2 separate regions of the Lactuca sativa genome follow, and region 2 is linked to region 1. Evidence: chromatin contacts called from public Hi-C data. All regions are on one chromosome and are shown on one strand. The core of a region is the stretch at or near the end of the contact, and the rest is flanking DNA. Distances in the headings are between cores, read along the strand shown. Region 1 holds the start of LOC111901071 (putative protein phosphatase 2C 76). Region 2 holds the start of LOC111899056 (protein LIFEGUARD 2).

The links. A called contact is a pair of places that touch in the nucleus more often than the background predicts.
Region 2: a contact with region 1 is called in a Hi-C map of leaf, with 5 times the contacts expected there. The contact joins the promoter of LOC111899056 here to the promoter of LOC111901071 in region 1. A contact is called at or near these places in 2 of 4 Hi-C or Micro-C datasets (both in leaf).

The regions. Positions count from the first base shown.
Region 1 is chr5:363,997,181-364,000,295 of Lsat_Salinas_v11, reverse strand. LOC111901071 (putative protein phosphatase 2C 76) reads left to right here and starts at 1,398. Exons shown (of 6, transcript XM_023896938.3): 1 at 1,398-1,804; 2 at 2,134-2,314; 3 at 2,395-2,497; 4 at 2,592-2,706; 5 at 2,953-3,109. The coding sequence starts at 1,510. LOC111901070 (ETO1-like protein 1) reads left to right here. Exons shown (of 6, transcript XM_023896935.3): 4 at 1-251; 5 at 329-638; 6 at 731-1,204. The coding sequence ends at 951.
Region 2 is chr5:364,149,932-364,153,160 of Lsat_Salinas_v11, reverse strand. It overlaps LOC111899056 (protein LIFEGUARD 2), which reads right to left and starts at 1,775. Exons shown (of 4, transcript XM_023894946.2): 1 at 1,290-1,775; 2 at 1,097-1,210; 3 at 869-1,026; 4 at 284-769. The coding sequence starts at 1,545. The coding sequence ends at 563. LOC111899064 (VAN3-binding protein) reads left to right here. Exons shown (of 6, transcript XM_052763831.1): 6 at 1-186. The coding sequence ends at 71.

The DNA.
Region 1 (3,115 bases), core at 149-2,648:
CAAGACAGCATGCATCGAGTGAACACGAGCGGTTAGTTTACGAGGGTTGGATATTATATGATACGGGTCATTGTGATGAAGGGTTAACAAAAGCTGAAGAGTCTATTAGCTTAAGTAGATCTTTTGAAGCTTTCTTTTTGAAAGCGTATGCTTTAGCTGATTCTAGTCAAGATCCGACTTGTTCTTCTACGGTTGTATCGCTTCTTCAAGATGCCCTTAAGTGCCCTTCTGATAGGCTTCGTAAAGGCCAGGTTTGAACAATCTTTATCCCTAAAGTCAAAGGTTATTTCAGACATTTTACAAGTGAATTGAAACTGTGGTGTGGCAGGCATTGAACAATCTTGGAAGTGTTTATGTGGACTCAGGGAAACTGGACCTTGCGGCTGATTGCTATATTAATGCTCTTAAGATCCGGCACACTAGGGCCCACCAGGGGCTTGCTCGTGTCCATTATTTGAAAAATGAGAAAGCTGCTGCTTATGAAGAAATGACAAAATTGATTGAAAAGGCACGTAACAATGCATCGGCTTATGAGAAGAGATCTGAATACTGTGAACGTGAACAGACGAAAATAGACCTTGAAATGGTGACTCGATTAGATCCTCTTCGTGTTTATCCTTACAGATATCGAGCTGCAGGTTAGTTAATCTAGACATAATGACTTAATGGGTTAAGACAAACAATCTAGATTATATTTTTGTTCTCATATGGGGTTTTGATTAAATGCCAGTTTTGATGGACAATCACAAGGAGAAAGAAGCAATAGCAGAGCTATCAAGGGCGATTGCATTCAAAGCTGACCTACATCTTCTGCATTTACGGGCAGCTTTCCATGAACACATTGGAGATGTTTCGGGTGCCATGAGGGATTGTCGGGCAGCTCTCTCATTTGACCCAAACCATCAAGAAATGCTGGAACTAAGGAGCCGTGTAAACAGCCAAGAACCCTAATGAATCCAACAACAATTTAGAAAAGATTAGATGCAATGTTACACAAATGGTGAAGAAAAGGAGAGATTTTTTATTTTTGAGTTTGTGTGTGTGTATCTTTGCAAATGTAACAACACTTCATGAATATTTGTAAACATTCAAGTATGTGTATTATTATTAACATGTGTTTTTGGCCTTGTATTTGTCTGGAGATATAATGTACAAGATGTGAATCTGATTGATTACAAATGGTGTATTGTATCGTTTCATTTCATCAGCTGTAAGATGTTAGTTTTTATAAAGAATGTTGGTTTTTGTATATGTAGATTTGTAACTGAGAATATCATATTCGATCTAATTACCAATTTTCATAATTTAATAAAATAGTATCATTTTGTATTGAAAATGTCCGATAAGTCATCTGTTTTCAAGAATATCATATTTGCAAATTTTCTATATCAAGTTTTTTATTTACTATAACTGGACCTCGAATATCTACAAAATTTCCTATTCCAAAGTGAAATCTCTGCTTTTAGCCCCCTTTTTCGTGATGTGAGAAATATTATTCCCAGATTGATTATGGGAAGATTCAAGAACGGGATTTTAGCAGCGGAAATATTATTTCTTCTTGAAATATTATTAAGCGGCATTGATGCGGTGGTGTCGGCGGTTTCTTCTTCGTGTATGACTGCTTACGACGACGGTGGTGCTCTTGCCGTTCTTCAGTCTTTTGAGTGTGCTGCTCAGTGGGGTTTCATGGTTGAATCTCTGAAAAATTCAACGAAAAATTGTGAATTTGCGAGTCTTCAAGGGCACAGGAAGTACCAAGAAGATCGTGTCACCTGCAATCTTGGTATACAAATACCTTTAATCGGTAAGAATGGTTTTAATTTCATGGTTTTTTCATGCTTTCTTTGACATTATTGTTGTTGTTTTGAATTTATGTCAAATGTCCTAGTTTTCATTTAAGAATTTGGTTGGTTGGGGTGAATAAGTTTAGTTTGACTTTTAAATTTTGAACATCAATCTGCTATTTCATGCTTCATTTGACATAATTGTTGCCATCTTCATTTTCACGAGTCAAATGTCTTGTATGATACGTTCTTGACGGTTTTCATGTCTTATCCAATCTTCTTATAAATAGATTATATTGTATAAGTTTAACAAAATGTGATTAATGTGAATTAAATTACAAAATTACAGGAAAAGATGCGAGAAATGCAGCTAAGGTTGATCTACTTGCTATATTCGATGGCCATGGAGGAACAGAAGCTAGTGAAACAGCCAAACAAAACTTACTAGATTACTTTCTTGTTCATGTTATCGCGGGTGCTTTCAAGAAATCATCAACACTTTATGATAATCAGCATGATTTAGTAAAAGGGTAAAGCTGCGTTAATACATTGTATGGATCATAGATATGATGATTTCTGAACAATTTACAGTTATTTGATTTTGGTGTAGTTCCCATGGATCTTTACTAGAGATGGAAGATAAATCTTTACATGACATGTTGAAAGAAGCTTTATTGGGCGCAATTCGTGATATTGATTTGAAATTTTCTTTGGTAAGTAGAAAAACTTAAAATTCTTTGTGTGATTCAAGATTTGTTGAAATTAATCGCTTTAATATTCTCGTTTGATTTGTTATTAATAATGTAGGAGGCGATTCAGAAAGGTTATAGTGCAGGTTCAACTGCGAGTATTGTTGTTTTGTTGAATGATGAAGAATTAATGATTGCAAATGTCGGCGATTCCAAAGTCATCTTATGTTCAGGTAGAATCACTCTTAATTAACTGCGAGTTTTTTTTTCCTCCTGTAACAAAAAAATTGAAAAGAGAAAATACAAAGGGCAAAATCGTCATTTAAAAAAAAATTCAAAACAAATTGGACCAATTTTGCAACAAAATCAAAGGTCCAGTTTTGGGCCACTGTTGCTAGTCCAAACATTTTTGGACCAAAATGACAATTTTCGACATACCATAGGGACCATTTTCGCAGTTTTATCTTTGAAAATTGCAGGATATGCTGAGGAATTGACAAGTGATCATCATCCAGATAGAGATGATGAACGAGCCCGAATAGAAGTTGCTGGTGGTTTTGTTCTTGACTGGGATGTGCCACGTGTCAACGGTGTATTGGCCGTGTCTCGAGCCATTGGTGATGTTCAATTGAAAAGGTTAAC
Region 2 (3,229 bases), core at 526-3,025, 150 kb before region 1:
AATACGATATGTGGACTCAAGGTGTTTCAAGACTTCTTTCCATGGTAGATGAAAGGAAGTTCAACAAATAAAATATAAGAGGAACAAATAACAAATGTGTAGGTAAATTGTATTGTAATAACCAATGTGTGTGCTTAGTAAAACTTATAAGCTCCTTTTTCAATGTTCCAAGTTCTTGTTATATAAGCTTAGTTGGATTTGTTTTAGTTTGAAAATATGAACTTAAAATAACATCATTCTCACATTAAAATAACACATGATAACAATGACATGAGACATAACATAAAGCACAAAACCCTTCCTTTATTTCATTTCACTTAACCAAAAGTCTGAAAAAAAAAGGTACAGTACTACATACTAGTTACTACATACAACATACATGACCAGTATGGATTATGAAAGTCACTTCCTACACATATTTTTTATTTTTTTTGTTCTTCCTACCAGCAACAGAATTAAATATAATAATCCAATCCAATTAGGCTTGAAGAAAAGAATCTATTCAAAGATGAATACATGGATACCGTTTAAGTATGAACAGATGGTGAAGGCCATGATTGATCTAGGTGTCTGCAGCTCGTAAAATGGTAAGCAATGAAATGAAAAGATTGATGATATCGAGGTATAGAGCCACAGCAGCCCATATATACTCATCGTAAGTGTATCGTTTTATTAGATTGTCAGTATCATAAACAATGTAACCACAGAACACGATCGCTGATAAACCCCCGTATATCATCACTGAAATCTTCCCCAGAGGAAAGAAAATCTGCAAAAATATTATTACCAAATAAGCTTCAAATCAAAAAAGGTTGAAAATTTTCACTATCTATAATGAGTAAAAAAAGGGGTTAAATGAATGAATAACCTGAATGAAGGAAAACACGATAAGCACCATAACAGCACCAAACAAAAATGGCCCCAAGAAATTGAAGTCGTAACCTCTCTTTGCTGCCCAGAATGTGAATCCGGTGAGACTCACCACCACCACAGCAGTCAAAATAACTGCTTCCAAGATAACTTTCCCTGTAGAAATTCATTCGATTAACACACTGAAAAAGTAAATTCGCGAACTAATTATTCACCATGGACATACCACTAGTGAAGGAACATGTCAAACCAACAGCAAAAGCAAGAGTGATGGTGAAGATCCCAAGAAGAAGATAATTGATGGGATGGCGCTGATAATAGTACGACAATGGGCACAAAGCTGTACAACAAAAATCATTAAATGGAAACTGCTCAAACAATTAAAGCAAAATTAATACGAAATTGTTTGAAATTCATACTGATGAATGGAGCAATGATGAGAAGAAGGTAACAAGCTAATCCGGCGTTAGTGGTGGTGAAAAAAATGACGATCGGATGATACGTGACGACGAGGGAGCCGACGGCGGCGGTGAGGAGTAATTGTATGGCGACGATTGAGTATATCTTACGAATAAACGACCACCGTAGCTCCGGTGACTCCAACATCATCGGGTACAGCGGCTGACTTGATCCCGACTCGATGTCGTCTTTTAGAAACGGTTGTTGATCCCACATCTTGAACAGATCTGTGAAAACTTCGGAAGTTTAAGCACGAAACGGAGCCAAATTGGGGAAACTAGGGTTCTGGATTATGATATAATCAATGAATTCCAGACTTGACGAAGAAGAAATGAATGGGGGATTAGATTGTGTTTAAATGCAAGATGTGATTATAAGATTGACTTTTGTAGATTGAAACGAGGAATTCGTGTCGTACGTGCAACGTTAAACGCATCTACCGAAAAAAAAAAAAAAAAAAAAAAAAAAAAAAAAAAAAAAACTTATACGTGTACAAGAGAGCGCCCTTAAAACACATTCTACCAATTAGGGTCCGAAGTATTTCTCACGGAACTTGAACCACAACACCACCGAGTCACTGCATTTGTGTTGGGATGGTGTGCATGCGAGAAAGAAGACAGAAGAATGCTTGCACAGAGAAAGAACGTTGTGGTCAAATACTCAAATGTTGCGCTGACCACAACTCTCCACGACAATGACGAAGAACGAAGGTATGGGGTTGTGTTCATAGTCGTTGTCCTTGCTAGCGTGTACAATAAAGCCCTACGTTGAGGGTATATCATAAGGCCATATACAAAGTTTTTTAGCGAGTAACAAATAAACCTTCAAACTCGGCCATCGTGTTATAAATATTAAGGCAAAAACCAATCCATATCCCTCTGCTACATCTTTTTCATAACATTTGTTAGTTGCTTATAATTGTATCTTAAAACATTATTATGGTCACCATGCCTTGTGCATGAAACTGATGTTACAATATCATCTCATTGTGAACACCATCTTTAAGGAGGATGAAGTCATGGTAAAAATGGAAATGAGGTATCATTGGTACCTCACCATTCCCTCTTGAGTGGTTGAGAGGGTTAGGAGCGGTGGGATGTCAAAAAGTCTCGCAAGATCCCGTTTTCGTGGAGGCTCCGTCCCATTTGGGGATATTTATAAAAAAAATTAGGGATGGGGGTAAGATTAACCCTCGTTTTAATTTTGGGGGCGGGGGTGGGGTGTGTAGTCCCGTCCCGAAACCCCATGAGATCCCCGTTTATAAATTATATATATATTTACATATAATAATTATATAAATATAATAAACAATAAAATGATTTTGAACTTCCAAAATTTAACAAAAAATATATTTTTAAGTTGTTAGTGTAATGTGTTATGTCATAACATTTTTTTAACATGTAAAATTTTGTAATAAATAAATATTTGTTATCTAAAAAATAGTTTCTTTTAGCCCAAACAACTTATTTTAGCCCAAAAAAAGATAGCCCTAAATAAATCGGGGGTGGAGAAACGGGGGTGGGGCGGGGTAGCAAGGGGGATTCAGGGGCGAGGGTGGGGGTAAGAAGTCTGGACATTTTGGGGGCAGGGGTAGGGAAAATTTTAGGGGCGGGGCGGGGGATGCACTCATCGTCTCGTTTGTCCCTGTTGACATCCCTATTATGTGGGTTCACTAACTCATTTCATCATCTTTCTCTCTTTATTTTTTTTTCTCTTGTACCATGTGTTTTAAAACTTTTTAGAATCAATGAAAAATAATTCAAAAATTAAAAAACCAGAACCTGTCAACAAAGAGGACCTGATACAAGTATTTTACCCGACCAACTTATTTCTGAAGTCCATCTTCTTAGATCTTAAAATAAAGAAAGAAAATATATTCAGAAATGTTCCCTCAAGATTT